Linked DNA regions of Sus scrofa: region 1 is linked to region 2. A link is a contact called in public HiChIP or PLAC-seq data. All regions are on one chromosome and are shown on one strand. Each heading gives the region's core, a stretch centred on a gene start, on an enhancer-like site or on the middle of the called end of the contact. The rest is flanking DNA. Distances are from core to core; before and after follow the strand shown. Region 1 holds the start of AHCTF1 (protein ELYS). Region 2 holds the start of PARP1 (poly [ADP-ribose] polymerase 1).

What was found. HiChIP or PLAC-seq counts read pairs in DNA pulled down with a chosen protein or histone mark.
Region 1: an H3K27ac HiChIP or PLAC-seq map of skeletal muscle shows a contact between it and region 2, with 5 times the contacts expected there. The contact joins the promoter of AHCTF1 here to the promoter of PARP1 in region 2. A contact is called at or near these places in 2 of 5 promoter capture datasets (fetal skeletal muscle and liver) and 1 of 2 datasets of contacts at active chromatin or transcription factors (skeletal muscle).

Annotation. Positions count from the first base shown.
Region 1 is chr10:15,036,505-15,043,430 of Sscrofa11.1, reverse strand. It overlaps AHCTF1 (protein ELYS), which reads right to left and starts at 1,263. Exons shown (of 37, transcript XM_021064442.1): 1 at 862-1,263.
Region 2 is chr10:14,237,309-14,244,181 of Sscrofa11.1, reverse strand. PARP1 (poly [ADP-ribose] polymerase 1) reads left to right here and starts at 3,018. Exons shown (of 24, transcript XM_003357641.4): 1 at 3,018-3,329. The coding sequence starts at 3,210.

The DNA of each region.
Region 1 (6,926 bases), core at 14-2,513, 800 kb before region 2:
ACTTTAGAATATTCTAAGAATAAACTGAAGCTGAGAGTTTCCAAGAGACCCACAATTTATCCTAAAGGACTCAGGTTCTTATCAAATATTTTCTCAAACTGCCTCTTAGAAAAAAGATAATAACGGCTAGTTTGAACCACGTTGGCTTTGAGAACAAATTAACCTCCCCACGGCCCCCAAACAGTCAGGGGTAACTAAAAAATAATCGCCCTCAAGTTTCCAGGTGGGGACAAGCACGGCAAACGAATACCCACTCCAAGATGTACAATGATTTAAATCTCCTGTATCTGACCGATTCACTGCACTTTTCAAATCACGAGTCATAACTTCTTCCCCGCCCCAGACTCACCCGAGCCAGGCCCGGGAGCATGTGGAGCAGACACCAACGTAAGACAGACTGAGAGTACCAGCCGGTTCCGCCAGGGGAAGGCCGGCCAAGGTCTCAACCGCCCCGGAGGGCAGGAGGGAAAAGGGGTCGCAGTCCAGGACCGCCTGGGAAACATGAGGACAAGGCTGTAGGCGCGCTAGGAGCGGGGTGTAGACCCCGAGGCGCCTCTCCGTCGCCATGTGCCGCCGCTCCGCCGAGAAGGAGGTTATATAACCAACGCTCGGAGCTCTGGAGCGCGCCGCACCCGCCAACGACCGCATTCGCCCCCTCGAGCCCGCTCCACGAGCCAGGCAGCTCCGCAGCCCAGCCCCTGTGGCTCGCTGGGCGGCCACAAGCCCGGCCTAGGCCCGGCGCGGGGAGGGGAGGGCCCGCGGACAGGCGCGGCGGGAGAAGCCCGGCCGCTGCTCGCGGCCCAGGCCGCGCCGACCCGCCCTCCGCGCGCCGGCCCAACCCCCGCCTTCCCTTCCCCCTACCTAAGAACGGCGGGTGACCGAGCCGCCGCTGCTGCCGAGTCCAGGGGGCGCGAGGCGAGGCGCGAGCTCCTCCCGCGCGGGTCCGTCACAGCATCTCCCGGGAGACACGGCCGCCGCCGGCAGGGCGCACGCACCTCCGCCCCACGGAAGTTGCCTCTCGGCTCGCGGGCCTCCGCCTGCGACCTCCCCGGCCACCTCAGATCCACACCCCCCGCGAGCGCCTTCGCGGGCTGCTGGGGCGGCCGACTGCTCAGCGACAAAAACGCAGCAGCTGCCTGCGCTGCGGTTCCGGGTCTTCACCCACGCGACTCTACCTCCTCCGCTCCGGCTGCGCCGGCCCGGCTTTGCGCATTAGCCCCGGCAGGCAGACCGAGTTCCACACGCCCGGGAGGGGAGGGGAGGGGAGGGGAGGGGACGGGAGGGGAAGGGAGGGGTGGAGCGGAGAGGGGCGGGGGAGGGCGGAGAGAGGTGGGAAAAGGAAGGGAGATCGCGGCGCGGAGCCCGAATTCTCGCGAGTGTTCGACCTTGGGCGCCAGCTCTGCGGGAATTTTCAAACTCCATGAAATGAGGTTGGGGGAGGGAAGAGGAGGAAAGGGAAGCCGGTCGGGAAGGGCAAGTCATTTACATAAAATGGGATCTCTCCGCCTCCCAAAGCCGAGAGGGGAAGAAAAGACTACAAATCCCATAATGCCTTGCGCGTAAACTTCTCTGGCCACCTAACCCGGGGAGCCGCGCGGAGTCGAGAGTGGTAGTCTTTATCCGGAGTGGTAGTCTTTATCTGGAGCAGCGGCGGGCTCCCTATTGCTAGGGTGTCTTCTGTGGCGGGAGAGTCGTGGTGTTATCATCTGGCGCTGTTTGCTGGCGGCCAAGTGATAATCTTTGCATTTGGCGTTTTTCGTTCTCCCGCTCGGGCTTTCCCTGCGAAAGTGGGCACCTGGCTTATCGGGAAACACTTCTTTTCCCCTCCTGTAGATATTTTTGAATATCCGAGCGTGCTTTTGTGGCCAAAGGTGTTCTCGATGCCTAGTCTAATCTTTTACCCCAAATTTTATCTAAAATTTTACCCCAAATCAGTCTTGCATGTTTGGTTACCCTGGGGTTTCATTGTGGAATTTCTTTTATTTGTTATTAGTATCTTTGAAGTTAGTCCCAGCACCCAACACTTTTCAAATAAACTTCTTCAAACAGAAACTACTCCGCAGTCAGATGTGCTAATTCAAGTCCTTGCCTCCCTCCCATTCTACACTTCCTTTCTTTGTTCCCAATTTATTCTCAGTTCATGGGTGCTGTACTTAGTAGTCTGAAGACAGTGAGTTCTCAACTCAGGTGTGCTGCTAATGAGCTGTGTGACTTAAGGAAAATCAAATAACCTCTCTGGACTTCAGTTGTCAGATCTGTAGAGTAAGGATGACTGGATTAGAGGTTCAACAGATTTATTAGACATATGTTAACTTTAAGGGCCCTGCCAGTTGTAAAATTTTAAAATCTGTCTCATCATACTTATCCGTATTAAATGACTTTCTGAAATGATCTCTCAAATTTTAATCTTTCTTTCCATCATTACTGACAGAATGCTGGTATGCTTTCTGTACGACTTTCTAGATTATCTGGACCTGTACTACAGTATTTCCCTACATAGTTCCCAAGAATCTTTTCTTCACTTTCCTCCAAACAGGATTTTATGTTTCAGTATCTCCCACTGAAAATGGTCCAGCTAAGTCTCTTTTTTCTTACAAATCTTCCCTTCAACTTCAGTCCACTTTAATTACTTAGAACTTGCACTGAAAATATGCTATGTGTATTATTTTATATGTTTCCCCTTTTGCCTCTGACCCCCCTCCATCCACCCACCACCCACATCTCAACTATACCAAGAGGAAACTTTATACTTTTTTTAACACATTAAAAAAAGCATTATACTTTGTTAATGCTTCCTTCATATTTGCTAGGGTTTTTTTTTTTTTTTTTTACTTTCAACTGCTCTGTAAACTGCATTTCCACTTTAAAATCTCTCATTCATCCCTTTTTCCTCTTTTTAGTCATTAAGCATATGCCAAATTGTTTTAGTTTCAAGAGATGTTAATAAGAGTTAAAATGGGGAAAAAAATCTGAGTTTAGTTGTCAAATGAGTTGGGGGAAAAGCTGATTAAATAAAATTAAATAGTTCTTTTACGTAATACCTCACTGCCTTTAATATGCTTGGCATTTCCCAAAGTTACTTGACCATGGACTGAATCTGTTTATGCTTGTGAAACATTTTGCCTCATTAGCGTTCCACAGAATGGACTGGTAAACAGGCTTCAAAGCTTGGAGGAAGCCCTGTGTAGTGGAAAGAACACGGTTATTTGGAACCAGACAAAAGTAAGTTTTAATCCATTTCACTACTTTCTGGCATCATGACTTTAATCGAATTACTTCACTCTCTCAGCCTGTTTTCTCATCTAAAAAGAAAGGATAGTGCTACTTCTTTTCCTTGCAGAGCTGTTGCAAAGATTAAAAAGAAGTATGTGCCCAGCGCAGGATTTCATTAGTGTTCTACCTATGTGATCCATCATTAGTTATTTTGTTTAACGGCCTAGAAAATGATAATAACTAGTATGGACCCTCATGCTTCCATTTGGAACATTTTATTCAAGAGGTGATATTTCAGAACCAACCCAGCATCCTGGGAACAACAGACAGCCATCTGATTTCAGAGAATTTATTTTATTTTATTTTATTTTATTTTTAGGACCGCACCCACGGCATGTTAAGGTTCCCAGGCTAGGGGTGGAATCAGAGCTGTAGCCGCCAGCGTACACCACAGCCACAGCAATGCCGGATCCTTAACCCAATGAGTGAGGCCAGGGATCAGACCTGCATCCTCAAGGATGCTAGTCAGATTTGTTTCCGCTGAGCCATGATGGGAACTCTCTGATTTCAGAGAATTTAGAACCTCATTGAAATGTTCTGAATTAGATCTTATTTGTTTCGCAAAGTAATGGGGTAAAACTTGATATTTTAGCAACAAAAACAACAACAGCAAAATAGAGCTTGTCTGTTTAAAATAGAAGCAACGCCTCTATCCTAACAGCTACATTCAAGATGTTTGCAGAGGTTACATTTTCATCACTTTTATACAGATTATTGGTTATAACAAGTCATACCCCAACCTTGTTTTTTCCAGTTGACAACAAGCTTGCTAAGTGAAGAGTCATTTTTTCTGTTCCCTGCTACATTTCCAGGGATGGCATAATACCCATCCTGTAAATGAGCATTAAGGAGTTCCCGTTGTGGCTCAGTGAAACCAGCCCAACTAGTATCCATGAGGGTTCAATCCTGAACTCACTTAGTGGGTTAAGGATCTGGCATTGCCGCAAGCTGTGGCTTAGGTTGCAGATACGGGCTCGGATCTGGAGTTTCTGTGGCTGTGGTAGGCCGGCAGCTGCAGCTCTGATTTGACTCCTAACCTGGGATGGAACTTCTATATGCTGCAGGTGAGGCCATTAAAAGAAAAAAAAATCTGTTAATTAGAAGATCATAAAGATTTCAAAGCGTGACACACAGTCCTACTATAGAGATAGAGTCACGTCACGGAAACATTAAAGGACAAAGTGACGTGTGCAGACCAAACTTGGCAGACTTGAGTATAATTGCAGCTGATTTGGAAACCATTTGTTGTACAGAAGAAATTTCAACAAGCCATTCGATAACCATTGGAGTCCTTAAAAACCAAGAGTCTTCATTAATTTCATTTAATTAAAATCATTTCTTTCCTTTGCTGGCATATTTCAAACCTGCGTATTGTCTACTTCCAAGAGAAGAGGTGATCTAAGACGGTCCCTCCCAACTTCATGTCAGCCCTCAAATTCCTCCCCAACCATCAGGAGCTCAGAGGTCAGAAGTAGCTGGAGGAAGCCACATCCCATTCTAGACCAGCCTCAAGGCAGATGCAATAGGATCAACCCTTCCAGCATGTGACTTAAAGGAACATTCTCCTGAGAATTTCCTTGACCACGTGAAGCACTTTTGCAAGCAGGGAGTTAAAACAGAAAAAGCATTGAATTCAGAGGGAGAAGATGTAAATGTGCATCCTGACCCCTGACGTGACTTTGCTATCCATACATCCAGGAACCAAGACCTTAAACTATCCAAGCCACAGTTTCCTCATCTGTTGTGAGGATCATGTGTAAAAATACGCAATAAACTTTTAACTCATACCAAGTATTTGCTACTGCCAACACTTTGTTGGACATCAAGTAATTTAGTTTAGCTGTGCAAATAAGAGTAATATGTGACAGTAGAGAAAATATTTCTCCATTCTTTTGGATGACTTGTTCTATGTAAATATCAGGCTGCAATTCCATCATTGTATTAAGAATTTTTTTTTAAGTTGCTGGTAATTGCCTTTTTTTTTTTTTGCTTTTTAGGGCCATACCCATGCTGTATGGAAGTTCCCAGGCTAGGGATCAAATTGGAGCTATAGCTGCCAACCTACGCTGCAGCCACAAGGGATCCAAGCCGAATCTGTGATCTGCACAACAGCTCAGGGCAACGCCTGATCCTTAACCCACTGAGCAAGGCCAGGGATCGAACCCGAGCCCTCATGGATACTAGTCAAGTTTGTTATCGCTGAGCCACGATGGGAACTCCTGATCATTGACTTTTAATGTTTATCTGCCTAACGTAAAATTTCATGCATTATCAGATAATAATTTCATAGGTTATCAACATCAGAGGGCCATTAGAAATTACCAAATCCAGATTGTTTCAATGAGATTTTTGCTCAAAGTTGTATTTAGTTTTGGCAAACCTAGATAGACAACCCCCAGGCTTCCTAAGTCCCTGTCTCTCTCTCTCTTCTTTTTTTTTCACCTAGAAGAAAATTATCCTTTATGACACAACTGCAAGCAATGTAAGTAAAATCTATTCTCTTGCCCACTTTAAAACATCAACATGGATAATGAGACAGAAAACAAAAGAGTTGAGATATGAAAGAGAAAAAAAACATTTCCAGCTTAATGAACCAGAAAACAAAATCTTACTCCATAATTGCGGCTATTATCTGATGTGTTGGCAGCAAGTTAATAGAAAGGGCACCCCAGACAAAAGAAGTTAATGAGTGATGTTGCTATTTGCACATAGTTGAGAAGCCTGGTTCAAGGATTCATTATAGCATCTATTACCCTGTGTCCTGATTACTCTTTATAAGTTATCCTCCTGACTGCATTGTGAGCTTCGTTAGGGCAGAGACAATGTCACTGTCATCTTTTTCTCTCACATTCAGCAAGGTACCAAGCATCCAGTGTGTATTCACACTTTTTTCTTTTTTTTTTCTTTGGCTGCACTCCTGGCATATGGAAGTTCTTGGGCCAGGGATGGAATTTAAGCCACAGCTGTGACCTATACCACATCTGCGGCAATGCTGGATCCTTAACCCACTGCGCCATGGCAGGAACTCCAATGTATTCTTTTCTTTTTTTGTCTTTTGTCTTTTTAGGGCCTCACTGGTGGCATATGGAGGTTCCCAGACTAGGGGTCTCATTGGAGCTGCAGCCGTCGGCCTACACCACAGCCACAGCAACAGGGGATCTGAGCCGCGTCTTCGACCTACACAACAGCTCACGGCAATGCCAGATCCTTAACCCACTGAGCGAGGCCAGGGATTGAACCGGCAACTTCTTGGTTCCTAGTCAGATTCATTTCTACACCACAGCTCGAACTCCTATAGGGCTGTTGTTAAAGGGATAAAATCAATGGGGATGCATGTAAAGTGCCTGGAATGCTAGGTGTACAATAAATAGTTGTTTTTTGCATTACTTTGTTGTGTTGCGCAATGCAGCACTAAGAGCAAACTTTCCCAGCAGGTATAACCCAGCAACAGGCTTGTAGAGGAAAAAGAGGCTACAAGCTGGGGGTTTTCTAGCCTGCCACTTACCATGTTACTCTAAAGACCACAAGCCTCAGAATTCCCTTTGTGGCTCATCAGTTAATGAACCCAACTAGAATCCATGAGGTTTCAGGTTCTATCCTTGCTCTCGCTCAATGGGTTAAGGATCAGACGTTGCCATGAGCAGTCTCAGGCA
Region 2 (6,873 bases), core at 1,769-4,268:
TGCTGATGAATGAAGTGGTACAAGGACAAGAGTATTTTTTTCTTTCTTGTCTACGAAGGATTTAACCTTCCTGGACACAAGTAATTCATTTTAAATTAAAAAAAAAATTTGAAATGTAAAGGTGTGTAAGATTTGTTTTTAAACTGCCTCTTTGGGAGGAGGTATTGTTAACAAGAATCCTCCAACAACTTTTTAGAGTGTCCTGGTGGTATTTTCAACAGCTACTGACCTCATCAGGTATTGTGTACAGGTTACAAATCAGCCCAGGAATTCAAAGCAGGTTCTTGTCGGTACACAGTACAAATTAATTATATAGGTCATGGTCGCTTTTTCATTTGTCTGTCATGCAGCTTATATGAAAAAATTGTTGTTCTGTTACTGAATACTATTCTGTAATGGGGGAATTGCAATAGTGTTGTGACAGTGAATGTGTCTAAGTAAATATAATAGTTTATTTGTCTTTTTTTTTTTTAAGCCCTACTGCTATTTTATGGTATTATAATGAGGGGCAAACAAAATAATGTTTGGGAAAGTGCTTTGTAAAACATACAAATCTAAGCGTGAAAGAACATTATTATTAAACAGGTGGGCTGTGCAGAGAAAGTGCCAAAGTGGATTCATTCATTGAATACATTTGTTTTTTGGCTGCACCTGCAACACATGGAAGTTCCTAGGCCAGAGATCGAATTCTAACCACAGCTGCAGCCCATGCCACAGCTGCGGCAATGCCAGATACTTAACCCACTGCAATGGACCAAGGGTTGAACCCACATCTCCGCAGCAACACGAGCCACTGCAGTCGGGTCCTACTCTGCCACAGCAGAAATTCTCAGCAAATCTACTGAGTGCTTGGCACTGTTCAGGCACTGAGGATATTATCAAGGAGTACAACAGATTAAAAAATCTCTGCCCTGGGGTTCCCATAGCGGTTCAGCAGTAACCAATCCGACTAGTATCCATGAGAATGTGGGTTCCATCCTGGCCTCCCTCAGTGGGTTAAGGATCCAGTGTTGGCTTGGATCTGGTGTGGCTGTGGCTGTGGTGTAGGCTGGCAGCTGTAGCTCTGATTCGACCCCTAGCCCGGGAATTTCCATATACCACAGGTGTGCCCCCCCCAAAAAAAGACAGACATAGGAGCAAGTACACCTGGTCACAGATGTAGCTCCCCAATCAGCCTGCTGAACAGAAATTGATGGGTTGTTTGTTTTGTTTTGTTTTTTTGTTTTTTGTTTTTGTCTTTTTAGGGCTGCACTCACAGCATATAGAAGGTCCCAGGCTAGGGTGGATTGGAGCTGTAGCCACAGCCACAGCAACACCAGATTCCAGCCTCATCTGCAGCCTACACTATGGCAGGGCAACGCCAGATCCTTAACCCACTTGGCAAGGCCAGGGTTCGAACCTGCGTCCTCATGTATACTAGTCAGATTCGTTTCTGCTGAGCCATGACAGGAACTCCAGACACTGGTTTTACCTGCAGTTCTTGGGCAGAGGATATGTAAGCCATGGAACCACAGTGTCATCACCCATGAGTGGCCTTTAGGGATGACATAATTGTCAACGCAGAGGTTGAATGATCATAGCCTTTGATTTGGTTACTAAAATTCTTTGATTTGTTCTATCATATACTTCACTTACTCTATTCGCCATCAACATATCTAACAGCTCACTACTTAAGATTCTTGCTGGAGTTCCCCTGTGGCATAGTAGGTTAAGGATGCGGCATTATCACTGCAGTGGCTCTGGTTACCGCTGTGGTGCAGTTTGATCCCTGGCCCTAGAAATTCCACATTCCAATTCCCATGGGCAAAAAAACACCCCAAAACAAAACAAAACAGGTTCTTACCTATGTCTCACAACCTACTTGCTTAATCAATATCCATGTCTCATAAGCTACTAGCTTTCTTCTCTATTTAACAAGTTTGTTTCATCCTGTTTCTTTTTCTTGTCTCTATAGCAGAACTGAATATTCTCAAATACAACACACTCCATTATAATGATGTTTTAAATGAATAAAATAAAATGCATAGAACTTTAAAAGAAACTAGTTATATTAAAATATAATTCTCCATTAAGTAACAAGATCTAGCAGCAACAAGTTTTGTTTTTTATGGAAGTTCTGGCCCGGGATGGAATCCCAGTCGCAGCTGCCACCTATGATGCAGCTGCAGCAACTTCTTAACAGACTGTAGAAATAGGTAAGCAGGTCTCTTAACTACGGCAACTTAAGTGATGATGAACTTGATGTTGAGTGCTCTCCAACAATTATAAAGTGATATGAAAATGTCTTTGGGGAGTTACCGTTGTGGCGCAGTGGTGAACGAATTCGACCAGGAACCAAGAGGTTGTGGGTTCAATCCCTGGCCTCCCTCAGTGGGTTAAGGATCCGGCATTGCAGTGAGCTGTGGTGTAGGTCGCAGGCGTGGCTTGGATCCCGCGTTGCTGTGGCTCTGCCGGACCCCTAGCCTGGGAACCTCCATATGTATCGAGAGCGACCCAAGAAATCGCAAAAAGACAAAAAAAAAAAAAAAAAGTCTCTGATGATTGTTGCTGAGAAAGTCACAGGATTCCCAGAATCTGTACTCATGCATTAAAATTCATAGTGAAAAATGCTAGATTTCAGTTAGTTTTCAGTACCCACGGCCTGCAGATTGCAGTTAGAACCTGCCCAGGTTGACCTACCTTTGGCAGGTCAACCACATTCTGGAACCAGCCCAGCACCTCCCAGACCTGTTCGCCTCCAGGGAGAGAGGGCACACGTATTAAAAGGGGACAGGGGTGGGTTTAGTTATAAGAGCACGTAAGTGTTCCTGGGGACAAATGATTAAGAGCACTGCGGCCGGCCCAGCCAAAGAGCTACAGGCGGAGCTCCAGCCAGCATGGACCCCCAGCAGCTCCGCCTCGCTCACGCGGCAGCAGCAAGCACTAGGGAAATGCCGCCCCCAGCCCGCAGGGGGCGTGCGCGCCGGCGGCCCCGCCCCGTGAACGCGGCTAGCGGGGCGTGCCCCCCCCGCCAGGCATCAGCAATCTATCGGGAGCGGCGGGTGGTCGGCGCGGCGTGCTTGGCGGCAGCGGCGGCGGCTCTGGGCACTGGGGGCCCTGCTGGGAGGAGACAGGCAAGCAAGGCGGCGGCGGCGGCGGCGGCGGTTGCGGTTGCGTGTCTGCAGGTCGCAGCGTCAGGCTTCGGGAGCTGCATCGGCACAGGGAGGAGGATGGCGGAGTCATCGGACAAGCTCTATCGGGTCGAGTATGCTAAGAGTGGGCGCGCCTCCTGCAAGAAATGCAGCGAGAGCATCCCCAAGGACTCGCTCCGGATGGCCATCATGGTGCAGGTGCGGGATGAGAGGCCGCTTTGTGCGCGGCGGGGGTTTCCAAGCGTCCGGGGAGGGTTGGGGGAGGGCTGGCCCAGAGCCGCGGGCCAGGCCGGCCGCTCGGAGCCCGCGCTGGGCCTGCGGGCGCTGCTGCTGCCGCTCCTCCCGGCGTGTGGCCCGCCGGGTGGACTCTTCCGGAAGGTTTTGCTGATGTTGCTGAAAAAGCCCGGGAAATACGGTGTGGAGCTGGTGGTGCCTTTTATTTTGTAAAAAATAAGGAGCTGCTTTTATCCTTACTCCGGGGTGGTGCTGTTCTTGTTTCTGTTATTGCTATTCGCCTTGGAAAGAAAATGTACGTGTGGTCTTTGGAAGTTAGTTTGGTTTTGACCTACATTGCGCTGGAAGATTTTTGTCTTATATTCGTGGTGGCGACTGGCAAGTGAGGGTTTTTTTTTTTTTTTTAAGCTATTTTTGGCAATCTTCTACATTCGCTCACTCTCATTTTTTAAAATTATGCAAAGCTATGCAAGTCGGTGTCGTTTCAGTACGGTGCTCCCTCTTTGAGCTTAATTTGTGGTTTAAAATAACCTTTTCCCCAAACTTTCCAACTTCGCAGACTTGCTGCATTTGCAGCTAATCCGATTTGAGTAAGAATGGCTCCGGGGGTTCCTTATCTGGATTTATTGGCTGATTAGGGAAATCCCTCTGGTGGTCCCCGAGGCCTACAGAGATGGCCAGAGGCTGTTGGAATGAGGTGTTTATCTGGACCTCAAGGTCCCAGTAGCTTGATTTTCTCTCCCCTCCGTGAGGCAGTTTGTGTTGTTGTGTTTTTTTTTTTCCCCCCTGTATTTTTAGGGCCACACCCTTGACATATGGAAGTTCCCAGGCTAGGGGTGGAAGCAGAGCTGCAGCTGCCGGCCTACACCACAGCTCACAGCAACGCCAGATCCTTAACCCAGTGAGTGAGGCCAGGGATCGAACCTGTGTCCTCATGGATACTAGTCAGGTTCTTTACCCCTGAGCCATGACAGAACTCCCAATTTTCATGTTTTGTTTGTTTGTGTTTTGTTCTTTTTAAGGCTCCACCTGCGGCATGTGAAGATTCCCAGGCTAGGGGTGGAATCAGAGCTGTAGCCACCGGCCTACACCACAGCCACAGCAACACCAAATCCAAGCTGGTCTGCGACCTACGCCACAGCTCACGGCAACGCCAGATCCTTAACCCACTGATCAAAGCCAAGAATCAAACCTGTGTCCTCATGGTTACCAGTCAGATTCCTTTTTGCTGAGCCACAGTGGGAACTCCCCAGTTCATGTTTTAGAAATGACCAGAGAGCACTGCTGGCTTTGGGGTGGAGGGGAGTGGGTACCAAGTGTGCTTAGGCGATCTCATTTCATAACTGGGCAGGGACTGGGGTTGTCACCCTGGTGTCCTCAGGGCCACCTAGCTAAATACCTGGCACACAATACTTCTTCATTTAGTAAATACTTGCTGAGCACCTGGTAGGTTCCAGGCGTTGTGTTAGGTACTAGGGGCAGAAGGAGAGACTCCACTCCTGGGAGCTTCCAGTTGGGTTACAGGGCTGATGACTGGTAAATGTTGCTGTACAGGGGTAGGTGCCACCTGATGGAGCTCTGCACTAGGCGTCATATGCCCAGGGTGGGAGCTTTGCCACAGAAGTAACAGGAAGTTGAGGATGGAAGAGGAGACAAGACCTATCATCTGAAGAGCCCTTATCTCCTATGGGGCGTCTTTTCATTTTACCCTAATGTTCGGGCCACTGATCTTAAGAAGCTCCCAATAGTGCAGGGGTTCTTTACCTAGAGTCTTTGGGATGGCAGGTAGAATTTAGGAAGTAAGTCCATGAGTTTAGATGAGAAAAAAACATGTGCATCCCTGGCATCCCTGTAGCCTTTCATTATAATCCACTGCTTCCTCCAGTTAGGAATGGAAACAGCAGAGCAAAGGCAAATTAGCAGTACCTGGGGTTTTTGTCATCAAGGCTAGTTATTTTCGTACAGCTGTTGGGGGTTTCTCAAAAATTTACCACCTACACTCATCATTAGAAAATTGCAGTCGTTATTAAAGTGGGTACTTAACTGTATTTTGTTATTTGATGTTTGAAGCTCATGGATTATTATATCCCAGTAAACTTTTTTTTAATGTTTTGATAATTATTTCAATATAATCGATTTCCTCTGTGAGCCTGTGTATTTTATCGTGCATTTTGAAATGTTAGTCTGAGAATGGGACATCCCTAAGGCTTCACCGACAGCCAGAGAAGCCCCTGTTCTATTGGGAAGGACAGACAGAAAGCCTCGGTCCAGCCAGTGTACCGAGGCAAGGATGCCAGTGAGGCATGAAGGGAGGGTTGGCTCTGTCTCCTGAGTCATCATTTCCTGAACCAAATCAAATCTAGCAGCAGCCCAAGTAACCATAGCCTTGTAAATTAACTGTACTGCAATAAAAATTTTTAAAAAATGATAAAGTCGGGGTTTCTGGGCCCTCCTTCTGCTTACCTCAAAGAAAGAATTAGTATTCAAAGTTAATGTGGTGGAGCTCCGGCTGTGGCACAAAGGATTGGTGGCGTCTTGGGAGTGCTAGGACGCAGGTTTGATCCCCAGCCTGGCACAGTGGGTTAAGGATCCAGCGTTCCCGCAGCTTTAGCTCCAGCCTGATCCCTGATCCACGAGTTCTATTTGTTGAGGGGTGGCTGAAAAGGGGGAGCTGGGGAGTTCATGTGGTTTTTTCTAATTGTAATGGGAGGTGGAGTTTTCATTCAGAATATAACTTTGGTCTTGGCTGAGCTGCTGAAGGCCAGAGGGAAAGAAAGAGGCCTTTCTTCACCACCCCCACCCCCGCCCCACTCCCCTGTGGATTGGAATTCCTTCTTTTACATTTGTATGGGCAGTTGGAGTCTGGAGTACCTGATACTTTAGCTGGCAGGCCCTGGGGCAGCCTCCTGGGATGCTTTGTGCCTTCCAGCCTTTGGACTGGGAGGAGCTGTGATGGGCCCTTCTTGGGATGGCCTGAGGCAGGCAGACAGCCTGGTGCTCTGTGGTTCTGTTCTTTGGGGGGTAGGCCAGCTGTGGTGTGGGCAGTTTCTCAGGAAGCTGACTGGGTGGCTGGTGAGGCCCCTGGGGCCTGGTAGGTGCTCACGTGTGCCGAGTATGCAGCCAAAGCTTCTGCTCCTGGCTCAAGTGTGGTGGCTCCCAAGTGGAGACTGTCGTCTCGTGACCTTGGTCTAGTTCCCTTCCTCCCATAGGGGTCTCAGTCATGAGTTCACAAATAAAGCCTGGTCTTGGTCAAGGGTTCTTGCAGGGAGCATGGGGGCTCTAACATCCCATGATCTTGTGCTGGGAGTTCTGACAGGCCTGTGGGTCCCCAGCCCAGTCAGGAAGAAATGCCATGGCCACGAGTTCCACTCGGGGGAAAGCCACCAAGCCGCCCTCTCCCCTTTGCACTTAAGGGGAGGCTTAGACAGGAGTACCAAGGCAGAGAGAGCCAGGTCAAGGCCACTGCAGATGTTATAACAGGACGTCAAGATGCTTGAGGCTGCCTTGA